Regions from separate parts of the Zea mays genome. Here region 2 is linked to region 1. The links are chromatin contacts, called in public Hi-C maps. All regions are on one chromosome and are shown on one strand. The core of a region is the stretch at or near the end of the contact, and the rest is flanking DNA. Distances in the headings are between cores, read along the strand shown. Region 1 holds the start of LOC100501220. Region 2 holds the start of LOC542532 (ferredoxin-thioredoxin 1).

What was found. Hi-C and Micro-C count contacts between places; a contact is called where the count stands out from the background.
Region 2: a Hi-C map of ear shows a contact between it and region 1, with 2.0 times the contacts expected there. The contact joins the promoter of LOC542532 here to the promoter of LOC100501220 in region 1. A contact is called at or near these places in 2 of 25 Hi-C or Micro-C datasets (ear and tassel).

What each region holds. Positions count from the first base shown.
Region 1 is chr9:10,992,581-10,999,066 of Zm-B73-REFERENCE-NAM-5.0, reverse strand. It overlaps LOC100501220, which reads left to right and starts at 2,614. Exons shown (of 11, transcript NM_001362590.1): 1 at 2,614-2,954; 2 at 3,493-3,536; 3 at 4,315-4,438; 4 at 4,689-4,803; 5 at 5,604-6,118. The coding sequence starts at 2,756. It overlaps LOC100274827 (1-aminocyclopropane-1-carboxylate oxidase 1), which reads right to left and starts at 171. Exons shown (of 4, transcript NM_001149096.1): 1 at 1-171.
Region 2 is chr9:11,326,483-11,332,968 of Zm-B73-REFERENCE-NAM-5.0, reverse strand. LOC542532 (ferredoxin-thioredoxin 1) reads left to right here and starts at 3,786. Exons shown (of 6, transcript NM_001305869.1): 1 at 3,786-4,157; 2 at 4,281-4,405; 3 at 5,489-5,538; 4 at 5,634-5,705. The coding sequence starts at 4,052.

The sequences.
Region 1 (6,486 bases), core at 1,365-3,864:
GGACCACGGACGGATCTGGGCGAGGAGGCGGCGTGCCAGACCACCGGAGGCGGAGGGAGCTGCAGCTGCTGGGCAGGAGCCATGGCGTGAGGCGCCGTGGCGGCCGATTTCGGGAGGCGAGTGCGGTAGGATTGCGCGAGGGGGAGCACAGACGCGATGGATGATTCCTATGGAAGGTTGTCGAAGGAAGGTGCGCGAGAGGCGATGATGGCGGGGATTCCTGCGATTGCGCGAGGGGAGGACGGGCAGAACACGGTGCACTTGTGAACGCCTACAATTTCGTCTTATAGAGTAGTAATAGATGAGTACATTACAGTCAAGATACCATAATGACAACATTTTTTTAAAAAAACTTATAGGCAACAACTTAGTAAAAATTCATAGCATCTCTAGGGCTAGCGTGCTTCTGTGGCTGTGTGAATCGCGTGAGGAGCCTAGCATGCTGTAAACTACTAGCTTGGAGCCTTGGATGCTTGTGTTGACATGTTCAATGCGAGTGCGTGGCTGGCCTGTAGACGGACGCATGGTCATTTGGGCTGGCCAAAAGAGCTCACATAGTGCTTTGCTGGTTAATGGTTTGTTGCCAAAAACGAGATAACCCCTCATAAATACGGGATAAACGAAAATGGTCAGGATGCACCCAAACTGTTTCGTACCGATTCCGAATTTAGTATCCCATTTTTCGTACCATTTCTGAATTTGTACGAAAAAATACGATTTCGATCGAGTTAAATATAGAAAACGATGCGAAACAGAATGAAATTTATCCCGACCGTTTTTATTCCTACTAGACCTGAGTAGATAAGTCCTTTCTACCAAATCTTATTCCATTTTACTTGGACTTTATTTTGAGCTTTCCTACGACTAGACAAATATAGTTAGTACATAATCAAATTGACTAAGTGTGAGGAACTCACCTTTTCACCAAAGTTTACCAGGATTTGCATTTTGGCTCAAATTACGTCCTAGAAGCGCTTTTCTCACAGAATTGGGTTTAAGATGAAACAAAAGTGCTAGAAACATAGTATTAGGCATATGAAACTTATCTAAGTACTCAAACCTCATTGTTTTACCCTTTTACCCAAAGTTACACTTTCTATCCTCCATTTTAGCTTTTTAGGACTTAGAACTTTCAAATTGCCTTCAAGTGAACCTATACTCATACTAATATCAAACTAACTTGTCCATGTTGGTGTGTTGTACACTTAATCAGTCGATACATGTTGGGTGCTCGTCACCGACGAAGATGATCTGAGCATCTAGCGTACAACGACGACACCTTCTCCTTTTTGATGCTTCATCCTTGGAGCAAGGACAAGGAATGCCAGACACAAACCGAGGATGGGTGAGGTGACAACAGAGATCGAGGATAGCCAAACAACGGGAAAAAATGAAAGAAACGATGTGCCTTTCATGTGTGCGAGTTAGGAACCAAGCAACACAAAGTTGAGCTGCTACTTTTGAAGGTGTGAGGTAGGTGAAGCTCATGCACTAATTCATGAGTTTGTGGCATGGCGCTAATGGTTACCATCTTAAATCGTGGTCAAGACGGTTGTAATAGACATGGTTTGATACACGAACTGGATATCATAAGGTAAAATAGGGTGGTTGGAGCGGTGTCTTTAGAAGATGCTTCATGGCGCGTAAACAACAGAGTGAACTCGATTGACTATTGAGGAGGACACCTGCTGCAGCTAGATCTAGATAGAGTACTGAAGAGGTCATAACCGTCTATGGAAGCACGAAGGGGCAGAGCGGTGAGCCACCACAGACGGTGAGTGCAAGCGCCTAATAGGAGTGGGGGGGCTTATGGAAGCGCAAAGAACCAGAGCCATCGCCGGACGCGGACACTAAAATGAGGCGAGGACCTGCACCTGCTACAACCAGATATGACATGGTGCTTGATTCCATAAGCATTGGCGATTGGTGGGGTCACCACTGACGGGGATATAATTCTCAATCTATTATGAATGTATTGGTTGCCTGCATATGCCATTGACCATGTTCACCGAATGCAATCTCCACGTGTTTGGTTGCGTGGCCAGCCTCTGCAGATGCAAAAATTATCTCTAGGCCTAGCTCCCAAGATAAACAAAAAAATGAGCGTTTCTCTATAGTGAGGCTCTATTGGTACAACCATTAGTCTTTCTCAATGATGGATTAATATGTATTTATTGTCTATTATAAATTATTATAATTTGTTTAAAGGCGACTACAACTTAATACACGATATGGTAAAATTATATACTATTTACAACATGATTACATCAAAATATAATAAACTTTAATACTCCCTCCGTTTCTTTTTATTAGTCGCTGGATAGTACAAAATTGCACTATCCAGCGACTAATAAAAAGAAACGGAGGGAGTAGAATTTAAGCTTAGCATCTCTATGGAACAGTTGAGATAACCAACCTAGACGTTAACCAGGCACCAGGTTCGACCAGGATGACAATTAACGCGCCCAAACCTAGACGTTAGCCAACCTAGACGTTAACGCGCCCAAAGCTCACGAGTGTGACACCTGACTCAAAGAGCAAGCTCAATTTTCCCCTTCCCTTGGAAAACCACGCACCCACCGAGCCCGGCCGCCCCCAACCACTCCGACCAAACCAAAACCCAGACCCACTCTCCCCCGAAACCCAGGGCCTCGTGTCGTTTGATGCGATTCCGGCGGCGATCGCGAGCGCCTCCACCACCACCCGCTCCCCCGTCCTAGCGCGCGTTTGGGCGATCTCCCCTCTCGCGGCGGGCATGGCTGGCGGCGGCGGCGGGGCACGCGGCTCCGACAGGGCGGGGGCGGCGCGCTCTCCCACAACCACCACGGCGATACAGTCGACCATCCAATCGATCAAGGAGGTCGTCGTCGGCCACTCCGACGCCGACATCTTGGACACCCTCCGCGAATCCAACATGGACCCCAACGAGACGGCGCAGAAGCTGCTCAACCAAGGTCCCCTTGCATCTTCCCTATTCTCCCGATCTGGGTCGCCTCGACTCGGTCGATCTCGTACCGTTCTGGGAGCTAGGGTTTTGTGGGCTCTCGCCTAGCGCATTGGGTCGGCTCTGCTGCTGCACCCGTGCCGGCGCAGGGGATCGCCGCGTCGGGTCTAGGGTTTTCGAGCTATGGATATTTGGGGTGGCTCTGCTAGGGTGGGTCACCGTTTAATGGTTATTATCGATATTGATTAATGATACTATCACGAGGTTCGTGATTTTGATTAGCCAATGATGTCCATATATATCAATGATATTCTTGCAGGGTCAAATTGTTAACATTTGTCCGGGCTACTTGTATTTTCGTGTTCTATTCTATGTTGTAAATTTGTAAAAGGCAGTGCTTACTATTGCTTGCAGCACGTGGGTTCTAACTATCTCTTTATGATCAGCTTGATGCCATTGTTTGCAATATATATTGCCTTACTAGTAAATCTTCTCATGTTTTCTTTGTGATTGTAATTCGTCATTGTTTGTACCTTTTGTACTTGCAGATCCATTTCATGAAGTAAAAAGAAAAAGGGACAAGAAGAAGGAGGTATACATTTTCTGTTTGGGTACATTTTCAGTGAACGATGAATGATTAAATCTAGAGTTGTTTCTTTTTATTTATAGCATACTTATACATATTCTTCTTGCAATGTTAAGCTTTTTGTGATGTTCTGAAACAATCTAAAGCAAAAAGGAACGTTTGGAGTTCTATGTCCTTAAATTGCGTATAGTCACTCAATAGGCTAGCAAAAGAAAACCTGGCCTCCAAATTCCAAATACTAGATGCAAGTTTGACTCAGGACAAAGCTAAAACAACTTACAATTTGGAACTGAGGGAGTAGGAGTAGACACGCACACTGCTTCTGCACAAGACATGCATTCCACAACATTTTATTTGCTCTTATGTGTTCCTCTCACTTTTTTCCTTGTCATCCCCTGACCCTACCTTGTGTGCGAGCTTCTGGCATTGGGTGTGAAGAAACGAAATAAAAGCTAAAACAACTTACAATTTGGAACTGAGGGAGTAGGAGTAGACACACACACTGCTTCTGCACAAGACATGCATTCCACAACACTTTATTTGCTCTTATGTGTTCCTATGTCTCACTTTTTTCCTTGTCATCCCCTGACCCTACCTTGTGTGCGAGCTTCTGGAATTGGGTGTGAAGAAACGAAATTAATTCTCTATCAATTGAGGAAACATGTTAGGTTTATTGGTTCTTTGTTGAAGTGTGTAATGCATGTTATGAAGCTTCTGTAATGCTGAAAATCATACATTGCTATTCTTTTATTTCGTTGCACTGAAAAAACTATTGCATTGTTAGAGTGCTGGCCAGAAGAGCTTTGCTGATAGCACTGCACAAGTTGAGCAAAACTCACAATGGATGAAGCCACATACACAAAAGATGGAAAATGATCAAAGAACTCCCAAGCAGGGTCAGATGTCAGGTAACATAATTGAGGGCCACCATCTGTAATTCTGATCTTATGTAGATATGCTTCTAGACAATGATGAAATATATAGCTTCCTGTTTTCCATGGCAACATTGTTTGTCTCCAGCTTTCTTGTCTTTGTTCTTGGCTTCCCATGACATACTATAAGCTTCTGCAGTTTTCACATATTGTGTGACATATGTGCAATATTTTGGTTGTGTAACTAGCAGTTTCCACCTGATTGTTAACTGATTGCTTGATGTAGGCCCTACTCGTGAATTTCGGGTTGTGAGGGACAACAGATTTCAACATGGTGTGGTGGAGAACAGACCAGAATTAGGACACAAAGGTTCAGCAAATGTACAAATGTCTGATAGGAGGTATTGTTTGTGACAAATTCTGCCACTGCTCTTACTGTACCATGCATTCATTTGTATGTCAAACAATCTTGTCATCATTTTGTAGTTCTGGTTAAGTTGTATTCTGAGTATAATGCAGCTATCAAGCACTTATTCAACTTCCTAATATTCTGTATAGCTAAGGTTATCTCATCGAGTGTAGGCATCACATCGCCTCCTCTATCAAACTCTAAGGCGCTGTTTGGGACAGCTCCAGCTCTAGAAAATTTGGTGGAGTTAGTGAAGCAGGTCATTAGGTGCTCTAGAAAATCGTGGAGCTGGAGTTGTAAGCCTTTAGAAGACATTTAGATAAGTCTTTTTGTTTATTATTTAGATTAAAAATATTTTTTAAAACTACTTAGATTGATATTAAAAATACAGCTCCATACTGGAGCTGGACCCTAGAGCCATCCCAAACACCCCCTAATTTAATAATGTAAAAATGATTAAATGCTCTAGGTTTGATGTTTCTTTGTTCCGTGCCTATGGTACACGAACAAATCCTATGAAATTGCAGGGTACATTTGTTGAGGTAAATGTTCCATGCATGCAGGTAGCTGCATTGACTGAATTCTGTGTTTTCTACGACTTTAGTTTTATATATGTTTGCTATGGCCATTTTGTTGTTCATTTGCAGCTAGGTTCCAGAGCTGTAATACACTGATCAAATGTCTAAAATACAATTATGAAAGTTGCTATCTTCAAATTTTTGTCAATTGTTTTGCATGAACATCTTATTATAATCAAACTAATACTTTCCTTACTGGATTGTCTATGTTCAGTACTCTTGTTCAGTCTGGTCGAAACCGCTCACCTGCTACAACCTCAGGTGACCAGATCACACATCAAAATGCTATGCAGAACTCCAACTCTGACACAACCCAAGGGAAGAGGGATGCTCAAGGTACTACAGAGAAGCATGTGAAGCCATATTTGAAGAACCCTCAGAATGAGCAGCACTTTCCAGGTTCTGACCCAGCTCATGGGTCAGCCAATGTTAGAATTGCCGGTGGAACTGTTGGACCTGCTCAACGTCATGTTGGAGTTGTTAATTCTACTAGGCAATTTGCTGCCCGTTCGGGTTCTCAGATGCATGCACCAAGTGGTTCTTATGCAAATATTCAGAGGGGGAGTTTTACCTCAGTAGGGGCATCTGGGCGTTACTCAGCTTTCATGTCTAGAAACATTCAACAAAACCAGAGACCTGATACAATGTTTCGTGGAAGGCCCACTGTTAGATCTTTTGTTGCACAAAACACCAACAGATATCACCAGGGTTCTACTAGCAACCAAAAAGGTATCATCTGGCAGTGATGTCTAAGCTTTATTTTTTTGTCATCAGAAGAGTTCATATCAAAATGTTAGTTTTTGTCAGCAGCAACTCTGTAAGGGCATGTTCAGTTAATCCCAGGGGATTGGAGGGCATTGAGGTGGATTCAATTCCCTACAAGTCAAAATCCTCCTCAGCCCCCTTCAATCCTCTCCAATCCTCTTGGATTGGGGATCAACCAAACAAACCCTAATGGTTTTTGTGAAAAATATATATAATTTAGATTGTGCTTTATATCTTTTATAAGTTTGAAAGCAAACATGCCGAAGATATTTTGACATAATTATTTCTCTAAGTGGTTTTAATCAATTTTAGAACTGGGTGTAGTGCCTACT
Region 2 (6,486 bases), core at 2,537-5,036, 330 kb before region 1:
GGCCCTAGGCCGCGGACCGTCCGCGCCTGATCAGTGAGCACCGCCGCCGGTTCTTTTTGAGTATTTGGCGCTCCGAAAAAGCGTCAACATAAACTACAAAATTTAATTCGAGCAACTGCCACATTAGGAACATGAGAAATGGAAATAACAAATGTCTGACTGAGCTATTTTCGAATTATCGTTCTTCATAAGATTGGAGTTTGTTGCTTTTGTTCTCCTATATAAAAAACTAGTAACTGGGCGCACGCCCTGCGTGCGTACCTCTTTAGGGTTTGTTCGGTTATTTTCAATCCATATGGATTAGAGGAGATTGATACGGATTGAGAGAGATTTTAACTTAGGGCTTGTTCGGTTATTCCTAAGCCACATGGATTGGATGGGATTGGAAAATTTTAGTAGACTATTTGACTTGGTATGGATTTAAACCCACCCAATCCCCTCCAATCCACATGGATTGATATGAAACCGAACAAGCCCTTACTAGGGATTAAAACCTCCTCAATCCCCCTCAATCCATATGGATTGGGGTAAAACCGAACAAGCCCTTAAAGAAAACTTCCAGAACGGTTGTTGGTCTTCATTTAAAGCCCTTGGTTATATATATCTTACCTTGTTGTATGGAGAATAGAATACAAATTATTCTACATTAGAAATTGATAATTGTTTACTCACAAATCTCTTATACCTAGTTTCAGAAATTGCAGTTTGGCATTGGGAAATTTTAAGAAAAATCAATCTAATCATTATTAAAAGGAAATGAGAAAAGTTGCAGCGACTTACTTGTTGCAGCACTGTTTGTAGCATGAATCTAGAGCAATTAGGTAACATGTTTGGGATAGTTTACCATCAGCAACCTGGAATGAATGTGTTGTTGTAAAAATGTTGAACTCTAAGATGGATAACCAGAAACATTCAATTGGGTCTGAACTCTGAAGGTTAGGTGAATGCATATAAAATAGTATAAATCGTTTTATCAATAGAAAACTAACTGGATATTCACTTGCAAGATCAGGTTTGTAGAAATCATAAACATGAACCATGTGTCGAAGGGAATTAGAGAATTACGACCAATTATCATTGCTATAGCAGCACCTCCTCCTGTTGGACGAGCTGGCCCTTCGGCATAAACTTGAACATCACAATAGTCAATAGAGATGATAGAAAGTGATTATGTGTTTCTAAAAGAAAAAAAATTACAAAACTGGTGTTTATAGGGAGGACTGCATGACAAAATGTGTTGTCTGTGCAAACGACAAGACCGTAACGGCCATCATAGGAGTTACTTTCGACCCAATTCAGACATTTCAGTAGAACTGCTGTCCCACCATAACATGCATTGTTGGAGTCAACACTTTCAATGTAACTATTACCACTTTTATGTGTTTTGTCAACAAATGCTAAAAATAACTTTTAGGGAAAACTAAATGAGTAAAAGCAAATGAAGACGTTTTACTAAAAAAATGTAGTTGAAATGAAAATGTCGTATATGTACATGTGGTGATGCTGCTTGGGGGATTCTATAAAATTAGATTAACAAACCTCAAAGGTTTGCATCAGCCATGTTTTAATGGATTTTTTAGGTTCAAGTGCTTTTTAGGGATTTTCTTGTTGTACCGACGGAATTCCAGGCATTCAAGGCACTGATGATGGAATCAAGTCAACATTATTAAATTTTTTTTGTTATGTCGTGTGATAACAAAAGAACGAACCAGAATAACAGAATACAAACCTTTGTCTCTTGCTATGTCATAAATGAAATTGTCGGATCTCACAAGAATATGAAGATGTAATCAGAAGCAACCTTCCTTTTGTCGTGAGTGCATAAAACCTGAAAATAACTGGAGAGGAAACAGTGAAGTCTGACAAAAAAAAGAATTTGAAAGAACACTACACATGGACAAAAAATAGAATAAGCATGCATGATTAAACATCACCTTTTTTGCCACTTGAAAGCTAGTAGCAATAGTAGTGTGCAGTACGACTTAGCTTAGTTGTGTTATGTACAGGAGCCTAAATGAGCCACCTACAGAGCGCATGTGGTTGTTAGCAGGTTCCAGACATCATGGTTTCATTTATATGGTCCAAGCAGGCTTCCCAGACATCGTGGATTCATTTATATGGTCCAAGTTATTGCACAAATTAATTAAAAGAACTCCAAGTTTCAAACTCTTCACACATATGGTTATAGTATGAGAAATCTAATGTGGAGTGTTGGTACCTTGCAACATATTAGGCGAAGATTTTTTCTGCACTTAAGGTTGGATGTGTTTGAAAATGCGTGTATAATAGTAGAAGAAGACAATAGCATAATAATTTGAATCGGTGAATCTTAATTAAAATTAACTCCGTGTTAAACTTTTCAAATATGGTGATAGCTTTTGTATAGTAGAAATACTATTTGGGCTGAGCCATTAGCAAAATTGGAACTTCAAATATTTCAGTTAGCAAATCATAAAAACCTCATATGCGCATACCTCAAATTGGGACCAGCTTTACAGGACACAGAAATGAGACCTCTGCCCCCGCCTCCTCATTGCGACCATGCTGCCTCATCTGAGTGCGCTGTTGTCGCCCCGTCCGTTCCCCAACCACACCGTGCGGAGCTCGTGAGGGAAAATATGAGCATGTCAGAGTGTTCTCATATGCTGTTGTATGCTCGAACACAACTGTCGATCTGTGTGAATGCTTGAGGTTTGCTCTTTGCAGGATCCGTGCATCTTCATTCGGCAGTAGAAACTGGGAGGGATTAGGTGCTGCTGTTCCCGACGACCTGCGTCGTCGCCACACACCTCGCCGTGTCCTCGTCCAGGCACACGCCAACGCCCACGAATCCGCCAAGAGCCACGGCGCGTGCAGACGTGCCGCCACCGCCAGCAGCGCCTACCTCCTCCACATAAAGGATGATGCTTCCTCCTCCACCGCCATCAACCCGATCCCACACGGCTCTATGCTTGTTGACGAGACCTGCGGGCTCACCGTACGTCCTTGAGGCCTCTTCCCTAGATGCCTGAGCGGCTGCCTCGGCGTCGACCATATGCTCATGGCAACCAGGCCCGCCGTGGCATACCTCGCCACGTCCTCGTCCAAGAGCGCGCCTACCTCCTCCGTTCAAGGATCTGGGTCTGAAGGAGGCCAAGGAGCTCGTAGAGAAGGCGCCCGCCGTGTTAAAGGATGGAGTTTGAAAGGACGTGGTAGAGAGTATTGCCGAGAAGATGTGGGCGGTCGGCGCGAGATTGCTCTCTGAGTGAGACGACGAGAGAAATTCCATGGGAGGGAGGAGCTTCATGGGCCTACGCGCAGGTTGGGGCCAGACGGTGGGCGTTTAGCTGGAGATGATGGACCATCTGGAAACTTCTCGTTGCATAGCGGATTGGAGAGCTGCACGGGACCGTCGAAGCGCGATCGAACGGCTGCACAACTAAAGGATGACGTGGCTTACTGAGGAGCGAGCTTTCCGTCCGCGTTTGTTATATAGAAATGCTGTCTGAGCTGAACTGAATTATGTGGGCTCAGAAGTATTAAACGTGTGATTGGTTGCTCACATAGTCTAAACGTTATCTATGGGCTTAAGTGTATATAATATGAATGTATTAAAAGAAATACTAAAATATTAATTGTTTATTATGTTAGGGCATAATAAAATTTAATTTACTAAAATATATAATACAAATCTTAATTTATTTTAAAATTACTTAATATTCATAATTATGCGCTAATGACGGCCTGTCCCGGCGACACGCTCAGAGAACCAAACGCCCTGGCCCTAAAGCACCGGATATTTTCTCTCTATCCACAAACAGGGGACAAGGAACAGGGGACAGGCACAGCCGCACAGCCGCCGCCCCTCCATCCACCTCTCCACACCATCTGACGCTGCTCCCACCGAGGTCTCCAAGGCTCACTCCTCACCAGCTTCTGCTCTCTCCCTCCTCATCTCTGCTCTGCTCTGGACCGTTAACTCTCCAGCTCCCCCTCGCTCCGTTCCCTTCCGCCCAAATCACTGGGACCACCACCGCCTTCTTCAAGATCGGCGGGCGGGCACCGGCCGGCGATGACATCCACCGTCACCACAACCGTTGGGTGCGGGGGGCTCCCCGTCCGCCCGTTGTCGACAGCGACCAGAGGACGCCCACGCAGATGCGCCGTCCGAGCCCAGGGTACGTTCGCGTCAATCCCCCAGATTTGTGGAGGACTCCAATTGATGAACTCCATTTTTTGCCCTCTCCTCACTGAAATCGGGATGAACTGACTGATATGACAATGATATCTGCTGTGGACAGCCGCGGGAGCGGATGCCTCCAATGATAAGTCAGTGGAGGTCATGCGCAAGTTCTCCGAGCAGTACGCCCGCCGCTCCAACACTTTCTTCTGCGCCGACAAGACAGTCACTGCCGTCGTCATCAAGGTCAGTACCGTCCGATAGTGCTGAACTCCGTCCTTATAAGTGATACTGCGAGCCAACATCAAAGATATCCACTTGATTGACACCGAGCTTTAGGTATATTGGCATCCTAGCACAATGTTTTTGGGTATATAAGTAGGGGGAATGGAAGCGAAGGCCGGGAATAACAATCTAGAACAGAAAGTAGCGGATTGGGTGACAACATAGGTGTCATATAAGGCTTAGAAATTAGCAAAATGTTAAGAGGGATGACAAACGCCGCCATCATTCACAGTTACAACCAGGCTAAGCCATGAATAGCACTATGTTCTTGCACTGGGGAAGAACAGAAGCTATTTCATTTTAAGGATAAAGCTGAAAGGAAGAAACAGTAATATGGATCAGAGGAAATTAATTCTCCTAGCAATGCTTCTTGGTAATGGTAATCCTCCCAGGAGCCTACAGCTCCGTATTTATAACCTGAGAGGTAACTGTGCAGAGGAGAGTCTTGACACTACTGAGATGCTAGCTTCAGTTGCTGTTTGGCACAGCCAGCTTATGTGCATCAGGTGGTTGATATATGACTCCACTTATTCATCCAAATTCCCAGTAAATATTTGTCACAAGAGAGAAATATAATTTGGAAAAAAGATAGTTTATTTTATAGCAAAAAGGTTGCTCTAAAACGTGCAAAGCACAGTTGTATTTAAGCCTTTAAGGGCACCACCAGGTTGAGGACGGTGGTAATGCTGAACAATTCCTTTTCCTCTCTTGGTCCCAACCCAAAACACACATTTTGTGGGGCAGTGGGTCCGTGACTCGTAGGTGGATCTATTTAGAAGTTTAGGGTTAAGTATTTTAGTTTCAGTGCCATTCTAGGAATTGAGGGAACAAATACGTTACAATTATAAATCAGCAAGCTTATATCTAAGCACATGAGTATGTTTAATGCAAGTGCTCTACCCTGGTTTTCTCAGAGCAACCATCATCTTTTCTTGATGATAGGTATATATAGGAATTCTGTAATTCGTTCGTGTTGATTAACCACAAATGAAATTACTTATTGTGTCTTCAGCATTGTGGGTATGACCTACACCTTGTTTGCAGGGACTTGCTGATCACAGGGATACTCTTGGAGCTCCTCTATGCCCTTGTAGGTAATTTATCTTATGTTTTCCTTGCAACTGTTCATTCATTATTTATACATGGTGCAACTATTTTTCTTTCCTAAACTTTTTGTAAATCTGACCAGGCATTATGATGACAAAGCTGCGGAGGTAGCACAAGGATTTTGGAATTGCCCATGCGTCCCCATGCGTGAGAGGTATGTTTATGAACTACACTTCCAGCTATTTTTTCTATGATGTGGGTCATGTGGCAGCAATATTATGTTCAAAGTCATATAGTTTTGTGCTTGTTCATCTTAATTGAGCGACCACATGCCTTTTAGTAGGGGTGAAAACGGTCGGAAACGATCGGTAAATGAAAGTTTGGTACGAAAAATACACTGGTTGCGGTCGGAATGTAAAATACGATCGGTAAAAACCGTAACATGTACCCTCAATTGACTTCAAAAATTCACATGACATACATCCACATAAAAATTAGTAATAATATATAAATATTCATAAATTCATGAAAGATTAAACGATATCTCACAAAGTATTAAAGCAATATCTCATAAATACAAGTGCATATATATAGTTAGAAAGTCATAGCACAATACCTTATGAAAAGAAACTATCTGATTGAAAATACATTTATAACCATAAAAAATCATAAAACAACACAACACGTCAAACTATGGAGCATAGAACTAGCCATATAATTTGACCCCTCATAATATAAAGAACAATTTACAAGACATTTTAATATAAGGTAGGAGGTCACAATAAATAAAAGACAATGTCATACAATAATAAAATTATTATCATGTATTTAAATAAAACAACCGTAAGTCTAGTAGCATATGACTATAGAATCAAGATGTGTATAATGACATGTCATTTGCATTCTAATTGTACTCCTACTAATTCGCATAGTCAATATAATTGGTGTCCTCCTGGCCCTTCTCGGGTTCTCGTGCAAATTATGAATTTATATAT